Linked DNA regions of Sus scrofa: regions 1 and 3 are each linked to region 2. A link is a contact called in public Hi-C and HiChIP or PLAC-seq data. All regions are on one chromosome and are shown on one strand. The core of a region is the stretch at or near the end of the contact, and the rest is flanking DNA. Distances in the headings are between cores, read along the strand shown.

Evidence for each region. A called contact is a pair of places that touch in the nucleus more often than the background predicts. HiChIP or PLAC-seq counts read pairs in DNA pulled down with a chosen protein or histone mark.
Region 1: an H3K27ac HiChIP or PLAC-seq map of alveolar macrophages shows a contact between it and region 2. The contact joins the promoter of PFN1 here to the promoter of EIF5A in region 2. A contact is called at or near these places in 1 of 47 Hi-C or Micro-C datasets (liver) and 1 of 2 datasets of contacts at active chromatin or transcription factors (alveolar macrophages).
Region 3: a contact with region 2 is called in a Hi-C map of liver, with 3 times the contacts expected there. The contact joins the promoter of BORCS6 here to the promoter of EIF5A in region 2. A contact is called at or near these places in 1 of 5 promoter capture datasets (fetal liver) and 1 of 47 Hi-C or Micro-C datasets (liver).

What each region holds. Positions count from the first base shown.
Region 1 is chr12:51,961,115-51,965,584 of Sscrofa11.1, forward strand. It overlaps PFN1 (profilin 1), which reads left to right and starts at 1,528. Exons shown (of 3, transcript NM_001244416.1): 1 at 1,528-1,859; 2 at 3,324-3,516; 3 at 4,093-4,456. The coding sequence starts at 1,728. The coding sequence ends at 4,190.
Region 2 is chr12:52,657,272-52,661,437 of Sscrofa11.1, forward strand. It overlaps EIF5A (eukaryotic translation initiation factor 5A-1), which reads left to right and starts at 1,769. Exons shown (of 6, transcript XM_021067817.1): 1 at 1,769-1,828.
Region 3 is chr12:53,403,870-53,408,415 of Sscrofa11.1, forward strand. It overlaps BORCS6 (BLOC-1-related complex subunit 6), which reads right to left and starts at 2,883. Exons shown (of 3, transcript XM_021067862.1): 1 at 1-2,883. The coding sequence starts at 2,242. The coding sequence ends at 1,178.

The sequences.
Region 1 (4,470 bases), core at 278-2,777, 700 kb before region 2:
CTCACCCCCGGCCCTTTCCCGAGCTCTCCTCCCCACCCCGCCTGCCCTGCGGGGTCGGTCTCCCAGCCCCCACCCCAGGATCCCTACTCCCGTCTTCCATCTCACCCCCCCCTTATCTCTGGCCGCTCCCTCTCGGGAGATTTCCACCCTGGGGTAGGGGGTGCGGCAGGCCAGAGGTCAGGAGACGGCGGGCGGGGAGCGCCGCCACGTGCCCGCGTGCGGCCCCGCCCGGGCCGGCCAGTGACTCAGCCACGGCGGCTGTCGAGGAACCAGGCTCGGGGGGCGGCGGGTGCCTTTAGGGTTCGCAGCGGCCTCGGGAGCACCGCACCCCTCTGGGGGGGACGGGGAAGGTACGAAGCCCCTTCACGCCCGGGAGGCGCCCCTCCCCCGAGGGACCGGAAGCGGCCAAGCCCCTCAGCGGACCCGGCGGCCAGCCGGGGCTGGTTCACCTAAGCCGGGTCCTAACCCCACCCGCTTCCCAGCGGGCGGCGAACGAACTCTTCGCACACAATTTCTTAGCATAAGTTTTACTGAAAAAAGAAGAGGAAAAAGGCCCAGGGGGCCAGGGTAGAAGGGACTTTCCTCTTCTTGAAAAAGTTGCATGTTGAAACCCTAGTATTCTTCCGCCTTGAAAAATAGGCCCGCCCGCCGCGCCCCGCGGGCGCCGAGGCTCAGTGACCTCTGCAGAGACAGGGTAAGGGGGACGGACGGCGACCCAAACTGCTGACCGGGGCACAGTCATGGAGTGAGGCCTAAGGCTGGAGCTGATCCAGCGCGAGGGATAATCCCCGTGGAGTCGGGTGGGCTCCAGCGAGTGCAACTTATGCCGCCGTGCAGATGCTGAGGACAGAAGTGTCCCCGGTGGGCGCCTTCAACTTGGAAAATGGTCGGGGTATTTTGTCAAATTTCCCTTTACTGCCTTTATTTCTTGAATAAATAAAATCAAGAGTGCAGAAGCGGTAACGTGCGCGCCTCACCCCCGCCCCTTCCGCCCAGCAGCAGACACGTCCCCGGCCCGCCTTCCTTCGCTGGGGGTCCAATTCGGCCCGGCCCGGCGCGCCCCGGCGCGCGCCCGCGAAGCCGGCGGCCGGCCCTAACCGCCCCACGCGCTCTCGCTCTCTGCCCCGGCGCAGGCGCGGGCGCACGCGCTGCCGCCGCCTGCCGTTCCTCCCCCCGCAACCCCACAGCAGAGGTGGGGGAAGGGGGAGTCGTTCCGTTTAACCCTGAGTTCCCCGAACCCTCTTAATCTGCTAAATTTGCAGCTCGCTAGTTCTTTCTCCGTTCACTTTCCTTCCTCCCTCTGGCTCACTCTCTTTCCCTACACCAAAGTCTAATATTCTATGCAAATTGGCGCGAGCCCCAACTCTAACCCCCCCGCCTCCCATCCTTTCAGCGTCGGTTCCCATCGAACTCGGCAAATTTTGCAATAGGGGGAGGGATTTTTTAAATTGCATTTGCAAAGTTCGGTATCTGGGCAGGCGAGAAGGAGGAGGGAGGGGATGAGGAGTAGGCCCCGCCCCCACCGCCCTTTGCAAATAAAAATCTAGGGGGGTGGGGAGGAGCAGGAAGTGGCGGTGCGAGGGCTGCTGCACAGCTAGCAGAGCCGCGGTCCGGACGGCAGCGCGTGCCCCAAGCTCTCTGCCTTCCCCCGCCCGCCAGTCCGAGGCAGCCCGAGCCCAACCCGCGGCCCCAGCAGTAGCCCCGAGAGCAGCCCCAGTAGCAGCGCCATGGCCGGGTGGAACGCCTACATCGACAACCTCATGGCGGACGGGACCTGTCAGGACGCGGCCATCGTGGGCTATAAGGACTCGCCCTCCGTCTGGGCCGCCGTCCCCGGGAAAACCTTCGTCAACATCACGGTACTGCGAGGCCTGCGGGGTCTGGGGAACTGGCCGGGCTTGGACCCTGAGGGAGGGACTTGGGTGGGGGCGGGCACGCTCTGGAGAGCGCAGCGAAAAGCCGTGGTCGCTCCTGGCCCTGGAAGTGGCGCGAATGGTGGCTGCACGTGAGCCGGTCCGTCCCGGGGCCCCCCGAGTCGTACGTCCCGGGCGGCGGCGCCCGGCCAGCCCGCCGGCCCCGCTCTCCGAGACGGGGCGTTACATCCGGGGCACAGGGCGGGGAGGGGCGCGCCGCCCGGTGCGGCGGCCCACTTCCGTCTCCTCCAGGGCGGGGCGGGCACACGCTGCAGTTTCAACCCGGGATTGTGATTGAGAAGGGACTCGGGGACCCCTGGACCCTGAGCTCCACTTCCGCCCGCCTGCTCGCGCCCCCTCCACCATTGTTCCTCCTTATGCGGTGGGAGCCCGGCTCGCGTGGCCAAGGTCCCATGCCCGTCCTCTGCGCTCCCTGCCCCTCCCAGCTCCGTTAGAGAGGGCTAGGCCGCCTCACGCCCTCCGCCCCCCCGCAGTCGGCACGTTAGACTCAACATTCCTGTGAGACCGATCCCGGAAGTCCCCTCGCCCTCCCTTCCCGCCATCCGGCGGGGCCTGGAGCAGGGGAACTTTGTGAGAAGTTCTAGGACTGAATTATCAGTGAAGGAGTAAGGGATGACTTCTGCTGTCCCCTCACCACCTCCCCAGTCCACACTGCCCGGAAGTGGGGAGGGGGAGCGGAAGTTCGAAAGGGGGGGAAGGGGATTTCCGGGCGGGAGGGGACCGGATGTGGGGATTTGGGGTGTAAGGGGGAGGGGAGAGAGTTTCCCTGGGGTATCAAGACCCGAGAGCTGGCTTGCTGGGTCTAGCCCCAGGCCCCCTCCAAAAGTTTTTCAACTTTCCCGGAATGCCCCCAGACATCTTGCTTCCTCCTCTTAGAGCACAGATACCTGGACCTGAACTCAAGGTTACTTAGAGACCCAGGCGTCCGGGCCCCTAACAACTCCTGTAGAACCTTTGACCAAATAAGGGCAAAGTTGCTTCTCCTGCTTCGCCCGCCCCCTCCCTTCCCCTCTTCGCTTCTGCTTTTCCTGAAGGAGACTTCTGAGCATCCAAAGGCTCTCCAGTCCATTCCACTCCACTCTCCTCACTCCTTTTTGGCCCCCTTTATTTCCTGGGTTTGCTTTCCCAAGAAATGACATCTAAGTCTCCAGGGGAATATGTCGTCCCTTTCTGTTACCATTCTCCTAAGTTTGAGGATCATGATCTTTTTGTGCACGAACTTCCGACAGTCCTGAGTTGCTCAAATTTCACTGGTGTGTACAAAGCACATAACATACACCCCTCCCAGGGGGGTTAGCTTCCTGAAGAAATGGAAGGCAGGTGGGTCCTTGGAGAAGGTGGGAACCTTGGGGTACTGACTAACTTGATGGTGCTTGGTTCCCCTTCCAGCCAGCTGAGGTTGGTGTCCTGGTTGGCAAAGACCGGTCAAGTTTTTTCGTGAATGGGCTAACGCTTGGGGGCCAGAAATGCTCTGTGATCCGGGACTCACTGCTGCAGGACGGGGAATTTACCATGGATCTTCGTACCAAGAGCACTGGCGGAGCCCCCACCTTCAATATCACTGTCACCATGACTGCCAAGAGTGAGTTTCTGAGTTTTTTGCCCTTTCCCTAATGGACCTCCTTCTGCTAATCTTTCGGGTTTTCTTTGTGGATTCCCCAGTATGAAGGGATCAGGCCTGGGACGCTGGATTGTCCCTCTAGTTCTGTCTCAGTTCCTCATCTTAGAAAGAAGTTGAACTGTATTACCTCTTAAGTTCCTTCTTGCCTTGAGTCTTTTTAGCTGGGAAACTCTCTGGTTTTCTTGGAGGAGGTAGGCTGTTAGTTCTAAGTCGGCACTTGAGCTCTTGTCTTTGGGGCTCTTTGTTAAAACTTGGAGGTGGCAGGCTCATCCACAGCCATTTCTAGCCTGAACACATGAGTCAACTGTCTGCGAGCCTTTGACCCCTAAATTTTACTGTGTTCCTTTCCAGCCTTTAAGCTTGATTTTCCCCTTTTGAAAAGCCCTATTGTTTCAGGGTGACTGACAGCCTGCCTGTGTGTGGGGGGTTGGGAAAGATGAGGTTGGGTTACAGCCCCCAGGGCTGGACAGCTGCTGAACAGCTGGCGGGAGTGGGATTGTGACACCTGGGTCCTAGCCTCCTTTCTCTTTCCTCCAGCGCTAGTCCTGCTGATGGGCAAAGAAGGTGTCCACGGTGGTATGATCAACAAGAAATGTTATGAAATGGCTTCCCACCTGCGGCGTTCCCAGTACTGACCTCGTCTGTCCCTCCCCTTCACTCCCCACTGCTTTTGCACCCCTCTCCTTCCCACACACACACATCCACCATTTTTATTTTTTGGGCCATTACCCCACACCCCTTATTGCTGCCAAAACCACGTGGATTGGGGGCCAGGGCTGGATGGACAGACACCTCCCCCAACCCATACCCTTTCCTGTGTGTGGTTGGAAAACTTTTTTTGTTTTTTGGGTTTTTTTTTTTTTTTTTTTTTTTTTTTCTGAATAAAAAAAGATTCTAACAAGGTGCTGTGTGGTT
Region 2 (4,166 bases), core at 519-3,018:
TTGGTTTGGTTTGGCAGCGCCCCCAGCATGCAAAAGTTCCCAAGCGACAGCAGCGGCAACGTGTGCCAACTGCTAGGTCACCAGGGAACTCTGTGACTGATGTTCACCCATGTTGCAGCGTGTACCCAATACTTCATTCCTTTTTAGTGTGGAATAATATTTCATTGCATGGATGTACCATATTTTATTTATCCCTTCATCAGCTGATGGACATTTAAGTAGTTTATACTTGTTGCTGCTTATGAATAATGCTGCTTTGAACATGTGTGTGCAAGAATTTATAAACGGAGATGAAATTCACATAACATAAAACCATTTTTAAATAAACGATTCAGTGGTATTTAGTGCATTCACACGTTGTGCAACCACCACGTTTAATTCCAAAACATTTCATGACTCTAAAATAAAACCCCATGACCTCTGAACAGTTACTTCCCATTCCCCTTATCTCCAACATCTGGTGACCACCAATCTGCTATTTTTTTTTTTTTTTTTTCCCTTTTTGGCTGCATCCGCGGCATGTGGAAGTTCCCTGGCCAAGGATCCAACTCACGCCACAGCAGCGACCTGAGTCCCTACAGGGACGGTGCCGCATCTTTAACTCACTTTATCGCAAGAGAAGCCCCCAGTCTGCTTTTTGTTTCTATGTACTTACCTACTCTGAATATCTCTTATCAATGAAAGCATAAAGCATGTGACCTTTTTTGGCTTCTTAGCAAAATGTTTTCAAAGTTCATCGAGCTGGAGCATGCATTAACACTTCATTCCTTTTGGCGATTCATAGTCCATTACACACACATGCCACAATTTACTCATTCATCTGTTGACGGATGTTTGGGTTGTTTCCACCTTTAAAAAGTTTTTGACAAAAAAATTAATTAATTTAAAAAAAACACAATTTTTTTTAGGGCCACTCCTGGCATATCGAAATTCCCAGGCTAGGGGTCCGATGGGAGCTGCAGCTGCCAGCCTACACCACAGCCACACCAACATGGGATCACAGTCACATCTACCACCTACACTGTGGCTTGCAGCAATGCAGGATCCTTAACCCACTGTGTGAAGCCAGGGATCCAACCTGCATTCTCTCGCGGATACTAGTAGGTTCTTAACCGGCCGAGCCACAATGGGAATGAACCCCTTTGTTTCCACGTTTTGACCACCATGAATAGTGCGGCTGTAAACATTAGCGTGCAAGGATGTGAATACCTGTTTTTAATTTTGGAGGGAGGTAGATACCTAGGACTGGAATTGTTGGGTCATGTAATACATCTTTGACAAGAGCAGAAATTGGACTTTTAAACAATACTCTCAGGAAGACTGTTGTTGTTGTTTTCTCTCTCTCAAAGCAAATGCCATAAAACACAGAAAACTGAGTAGGAAGAGCTGGGGGTGATGATATTATATGCTACATAAATGTATTCATTCAAACGAGTGTTTGCAGTTTCCATCTAGCAGGTCACATCTCAAACAAAACAACCAGATTCCAAGCCCAGCTTAGTTGCTTGTCTTGTTACACAATTCTGTTGTCCACTTAGCTTACTGAAGCAATGAAGGCATACAGGTAGTGCTGAAAATCCTGGAACTGGAGAGGTAAGATTATAACCTTTCAGGAAAAGCAGCAGCTTTTTTCCCTAGAACGAGGGCCAGGTAAACTCATTCCGAGGGAGAGCATGTTTCTGGCTTCGCGGACACCTCCTAGGACTTAAAGAACGTCAGTGAAATCTGATACCCCACTCTTCATTACAGTGAACTTTTTCTAGGTTTGCTTGTAGACGACTGCTCTGGAGACGGCGGAGACTAGGTGGAGGAAAAAGAGAAATACCGTGTAAGTCTCTACATCTTAGGAATCAGAAGTAGAAAGGCCTCTGTGGAAACTACTGGGACCAACACGGACCAGGGTTTTAAACAAGATGGTGGCTGAGGGCAGGACCGCTCTATCTTCCCGCGCGAAACTCTATGGCAGAGCAGAAGCGCAGTTTAGAGAAGTGAAGCTGAGAAGGGTGGTAACCCGACCAGCACTAGCGCGCTAGGGCGGCTGGAATCGAAAGGGCTCTGCCGCGCATGTGCGGAACCGTGGGGGATGGGCTCAGAGACAAGGGGCCCACCCCACAGCACAAGTTTTCTGAAACGTGTGAGTCTTTTAAGACCAGCTAAAGCCGAAGTGGGGCGTTTCCTAAGACGCATGCGTTCTAGACAGAACCAGCAATACAGTGGCGTGGTCTTTTCAACGCCTGGCGTACAGACGACGTCTGAGGTGGAAGGGGCGGTCAGGATTCCCAACACGCATGCGCTTTGAGGCCGAGGCGTTTCCTTCAGAGGGTGTGGAGTGCGGGGCTCCTTACTGCGCAAGCGCAAGGACTGTCCGGTAGAGCTGGTGGTCTAACCCGGGGAGGGGAGAGGAGGTGGAAGGGCTTAAAAAACCGGGTGCGCCTGCGCGTTGTCTACCGGTGGGACGAGCTCAGGATTTGTGAGGGGCGGGGTCACGTATGCGCGTCATTGGATGGGTAGGTAGGAGGGAGGGTGGAGATCGGGGAGGGTCTGTGCGCTTGCGCAGTGCGGGGGTGGAGGGCGGAGGAGATAGGTAGCACGCTTGCGCGGCTGTCACAGGGCTGCTTGGTTGGTCAGTGGGGAGTCGGCGCCTGCGTACTAAGACCCGTGTGCAGCAGCAGCGGCGGCGGCGGTAGAGGCGGCGGCGGCGGCGGCGGCGGCAGCGGGCTCGGAGGCAGCGGTTGGGCTCGCGGCGAGCGGACGGGGTCGAGTCAGTGCGTTCGCGCGAGGTGAGAGCGAGCAGGGCGCGCGTGCGCGGAACCTTGGTTTGGGCCTGGGAGTAGAGATGGAACTGCGCGAGTGTCGGGGAGGGGGCAGAGGGGAGCGGCGGCCACCGCCGCACGGGGTTCGGTCGGGCAGCAGCGCGAGGTGCGGAGAGGCTCGGGCGCGCGCCCCGGTTGGCGCGCGGGGTGACGGTTGGGGCTGGCCGGGTGACGTTGGAGCGACGCAGGGCGGGGGACGGCGAGCCGCGAGGCCGCCACGCGGGAGAGGCCGCCGGGCGGCCACGCTGGGACGAGGGCCGGGGACCAGATCGGCCCGCCGGGGCAAGGGTACCTGGGCCGTTTAGAACCGGGAGCCGCGCGGCCACGTGAGGTGGGGGAGGGGGCTATTCGGTGAGAGGGCATGTGGGGGGGTTGGCGGCCAGCGAGGGGAGGGGAGGCGGCGTGGCTCCGGCCTGGCGCGGCCTTTGAGGAGGGGGCGCCCGCAGCACCGGAAGTGCCCCCACGGCAGCCTGCCCTCGGGGTCGGAGGCCGCATGGCCGAACGTGGACGGGGGCCGCATGGCAGCGCGGGGACCCCTCCCCCCAGGTCCCCGCCACCGGAAGCCCCGGGCGGCCACATGGTGGGCGGGAGCCGGCAACCCCCCGCGCGGGGAGAGCTAGTCCTCGCGGGCGCTTAAGGGGGCTTGGAATTTTGAGGAGTGCGAGTAGCCCGTGGCCCGGATCCTGATCACTCCGGAGAGCCGTCTGCGGGCATATGTTAGTGTTCTCTCCCCTCATGGGCCCCTGGGGCTTTTCCCCCATATCCTCCTGTGAAGCGAGGTGGCCAGCCAGGTGTAAGTGGCACTCTTCCGTGCTGGGAGGCCAACGAAATGGGGAAACTGAGAGCAGTTGGACGGGAGCCCAACTCTTCTCGGTCATGCCGACAACGGCTTAAAGTCCTGGGCAGATGAGTTACTCTGTGTGATAGGTGCTCTTCACCTTGTCACTGTCGTTCTCGTTGGGTCTGATTTGGGAGTTCCCGGCTTTAGAGTCCATAACTTTCCTAGCTTAGTATAATTTATTCTACTTTCTAACTACTACCAGCCTTTTGCTTTCATTTTATTGTCATTCACCACTCTTCACTCCCCCACTTTCTACTGACTGTACAGGCCCGGCCTGAAAAGCCGACAGGACTGATGCATCCTGGGAAAAGTGGGAGGGCCCTCGCGAAGAGGCTGGGTTCCTGGGTTCCCTTTGGGAAACCAGAGGTGTTTGGCAGGGAGATCTGTTAGAAAACAACTTTACTTTCTTCCCCTCGGCTGCATCTGCAAATGCATGTTGGAGAGGCGGGAATCCCCCAAAGAGGCCTTGTGGTTTCCTGTACCAATGACTGGCTCGTGTGTGGATAGGGTGG
Region 3 (4,546 bases), core at 1,633-4,132, 750 kb after region 2:
AATTTTAACAAAACTGGATCTCCTCCTCCTGTGATCTCTTTCTAAATCTGGAATGTTACTATGCGACTGCAAATGGAAGGCTGCCAAGGATTGGAACAAAGATTGTCTCAGACCATACATATGGCACAGAACAACGAAGTGTGGGAAATGGGGTCAAAAATGAACTAACAAGTGTTCCCAGTCTTTCCCTAGTTTGCCCAGGCCCTGCCTGTCCTCTTCAGGAACTAAAAAGACGACCCCTTCCCTTTCTCTTCCACCTTGTTTCTGATGCTACTTTTACTGGATCGCTGAGCCCATATCTGCATCTTGCATTTCCCCTCAGATCTGCTGCTCAGAAGCATGAAACATATTCTTCCTCATGTAGCCTGGGACCCCACCCCATTTCCAGCACTGGCCCCAAGAGAACTCATTCCCATTTCTTTGGCTCATCAATTCCTATATTCCCACACAGACACAGCCTCAGCCTTAGCAGCAGCAGCACTTTAATTCCACAAAAACTCAGAAAGCCAAAACTGATTAGAACACTCCACAACAGGTGGGCTTCAAAACCAGCAACAAATCTAACTGAACCCTGAGAGCAGTGAGACGACTCCCAAGTCACCCCCTCTACCATGCAATACATTCTTCCAGCTCCACCCAGGTTATGGCTGGGGAAATGGGGTGGTAGGAGGCCAGAGCGCAGAAGCAGGAGGTTATCCATTTGCAAGTGTGCATCCTTGTCGGCATGGTGTGTGGTCAGGGACCACTTAAGCTCCCACAGTCTCTGGTACATGAGATGTGACCACTGGAGGTCAGGGTGGCCACAGTGGGGGCTGGGCCACCGTTCTCCTTTCTTGATCACATAATGGCAGTCATGTCTCCCAAACCCAGAGCTAAAGCCCCGGTTTCCCAGAGATAGTGCTCTAACTAGGGCAGAGAGTTAGGAGAACAAGGTAGCTGCAGAGAGCCAACTGAATAGAAGCAGAGCATCACCTCCTCCCACCAGAAGGGCCTTTAGAACTTCCCATATACACCTGCATAAGGTCTAGCGAGTGGTCGCGGGCCGGCTAAACGTTATCTGGAAAAGCTTCCAATGCATAGGCCTCCCCTCAGTGGGCAGGTTCCCACCAAGGCTCCTTGAAGAGTCCTTAAGATCCTGCTGATACCTGGCCTTGCCAGGCCGCTCCCGCCCTCCTGGTCACTTGCACAGGGCCTCCAAAACCTCCAGAGTGCGTCGGATATCCCGGACTTGGCGTGCCAGCCCCTGAACCGGCTGCAGAGCTCGCTCCAGCTCCTCACAGCGCGCCAGCAGGGTGTACATGCCCTTGATGCTCATGTCCACAGCTTCGCCTAAGGAGTCCACGGCATCACGGTAGGTCTGGATGCAGCCCACACTCAGAGCTGTCAGCTCCTGAACCGCACCACCTAACCCGCGAAGCAGACGGTCCACCCTGCCGCCCAGCTCCCGACTCAGCCGCTCCAGGTCCCGCAGCACGTCGGGATCGATGGGAGGGATGGCCGGAGTGGGTGTCGGAGCTGAACAGGGCCGCGCAGGGGCAGGGGGCGGGGGTTGAGGGGCGCCGCTCAGACGGATCTTCAGTTGCAGATTGTTGGCGACAAAGTGGGTGAGGTCGCCATGGCGGCTCACCGTGCCCTCGAGCTCCAGGGGGCTGGAGATGGTGGCGCGCCGCCCGCCGCCCGGGCCATACTCGGCACCCCCTGCGGACCCGGAGCCTCCGCACGCCCCGCTCAGCCCGTCCAGGCTGCGGCTGTCCTGAAGGCGGCTGGAGAACGAACGGCCAGTCCTGCCGGCTGCCGCCTCCTCCTCATCGTCTTCCTTCTCCTGCTCAACATCCATCCCGCCGCCTCCAGGGCTCCCCCGACGGCAGACCCTCTCAGATGCAGGCTTGTCCTCTGGCGGCTCAGGGTTCTTGAGCCGCAAGGACCCATGCGGATCATGCTCGGGACCCGGCGCCCCCAGGCAGCTCTCTGCCCCAGAAGGGGTCCCTCGCCGGCCCAGCTCATCCTCCCGAGGCTCCCGTTCCGGCCGGTGGACGAAGCTGCAGCCCGAAGGCTTTGGGGACGCCCTGGGGTGGCGGCTCGTGCCCTCAACGTTCTCGGCCTCTTCCTCTCCGGACAGCCGGAGGCCTGCGGGCGGCTCAGAGGGCGTTCGGCCCGGGCCGCCGCCGAAGATCGCGGCTTGCTGTTCTCCTAGAGCCAGAAGGTCCGCCTCGGGCCCAGGCCGCCCCCGAGGCGACTCCATACCGCAGTTGGGGGCAGGAACCGAGGAATTGGTTCGCCCCGGCTGGGAAGGCCTTGGCGGCTCCTTTAAGGGGCGTTGTAGAGGCGCGCCGATTGGCCACCGGCTGACAATGGTCAGGACGGAAACAACACTCTGATTGGGCGCGGCGACCAGGAAGTCCCAGAAGGAGCGCTGTTATTGAGCAATCGAACGCACGTGAGAGCCCGCGGGGTGGAGAGTAGGAGGTGACAGCTGCGCTCTTCGCCCAGCCCTTTCAAAAAGTTGAGGGGGCAGATCTTAAAGATGAAGATCCTGAAACGTTAGAGTCCACCGGGGGCGGGGCTCTGGCTTTTTCCGCCCACAGTTGCCAGGCCCACAATTGCCGCTTAACAAACACATCTGGTGAGGACAGGAATCAGGGTTCCTAAGAGAGGTTTTTGGGATGGAAGTAGTATATCCTGCTTGGACAGTCGGGATTGAACCGCGCCTAGTTGATCAGAAAGGATAAAACCAGAATTCTCAACAGAACATGAATGGTTCGTTCCATGGTTCTAGGAAATGAACTGCCCAGAGCGGCTCACAGTGGGCAGAGAAGCGGGCTTAAGCGCTTCTCTTCTCATTTGCCACTCTGTCTTCCCGCCCCTTCCAGGTTTGAGAGTTTCCTCTTGGAGGATGGTGTGTGATTTCACCACTAGGTAAAACATTCAATAAACGAATGAGCCTGAAGGTCAGAGTCCTGGTACCATTCTGATCTCATGTCTTCCCCTACTGCTCCTGCTGGAGCCACACTGGCCTCCTCACTCTTCCTGAGAAGACAGACATGCTGACGTCTCAGGGATTTAGACTTGCTCTTGCAACTACCCCCACCCCAACCACCCTTTTTTTGAGGCTAGGTCTATCAACCAAGAAAAATTTTCATCTTGGATATTCCTCCTTTCCTTCTCTCCTTCGGGTCCTTATTCGAATGCTATCTTTTCAGTGAGGCCTTCCTTACAGTGTTTAAAATTGCAACCACTTTCTCCAGCAATTCATCTTCCTTCCCTGCCTTTTCTTCCTAGCACTTATCACCATCTGGAATACAATATATTTGCTTACTTACTCATGTAAGTTCCAAGAGGGTAAGGCTTTTTGTCTCTTTTGTTCTCATTTGTAGCCCCAGTGCTTAGGACAGTGCCTAGCATATAGTAGGTGCTCAATAAATATTTATTAAGTAAATGACCCCAAGCCATTAATTTCTCCTTTTTGGCCTGAACTCATTCAAGATGTGTTTGCATCACTTCTCAGGCCAGGGAACCTACACCACAGCAGTGGCCTGACTCAGAGCAGTAACAGCACTCAATCCTTAACCTGCTGAACCACCAGGGAACACCTCTGGCCTCTTCTTATAAGGACACCTATCCCATCATGAGGTCCCCAATCTCATGACCTAAACCTAATTACCTCCAAAGTTCCCACCTCCAAATACCATCACATTGTGGGGTAAGGGTTCAACATGAATTTTAGAAAGCCCAAAACATTCAGTCTGTAACCAGGATCCAGAGTCATTCTTTTGGCCCCTCCCAGGGTATCTGAATCCCAGGGTTTGAGGACTCTTCCACCTCATCAGGCAGAGCCCATCTTCACTACAAAAGCTGGAATACCAAGCAGTCCCTTTCCCAGCTTCCCTGGCACATGGTTTAGGCTCCCACCACCGTCTACTGGACCACTTCTGCAGTGGAATGCTTCCTGGCTGTGTAAAACCCAAGCCTAGTTCTCCTAGAGATTCTGTGAATTACCCAGCATGCTGAAAATAAGGTCTATTTGTGCTTAAATGAACTTGAATTGTTTTCTGTTGCATGCAACCAGAAATCCTAGCTGATACACTCCCCCACTTTCCAGAAGGGAAGAAAGGACTAGCTTCCATTAGACCTCGCAGAAGAAGGATGCAACTTTCCCAAGAGCCCCAGTTAATCTCCCTCCACATCTCATTGGCCTAAACTGGTTCATATGCCCAGTTTAGTCACTTTGGCCAGGGTAATACCCTGTATGATTGACTTAGGACTGAGCATCTGGAAGCTATCACTCTGGCAAGGTGATAAGAGTTAACTGACTAGGTTAAAACAATTATGCTCCTCCTGGAGCTAGAGATGGAGGGTTAGTTCTCTCCAAACTCAAACAGCTGCAACACAGGGGGGGGGGGGGGAGTGGCTGTGGGGGAGTGACCACAGTGTCCACTACATTAAGGGTCAGCAAAATATGACCTGTGGGGCCAAATCCAGCTCTCCACCCCATTTTTTTTTTTTTTTTCTTTTTAGGGCCACACATGTGGCATATGGAAGTTCCCAG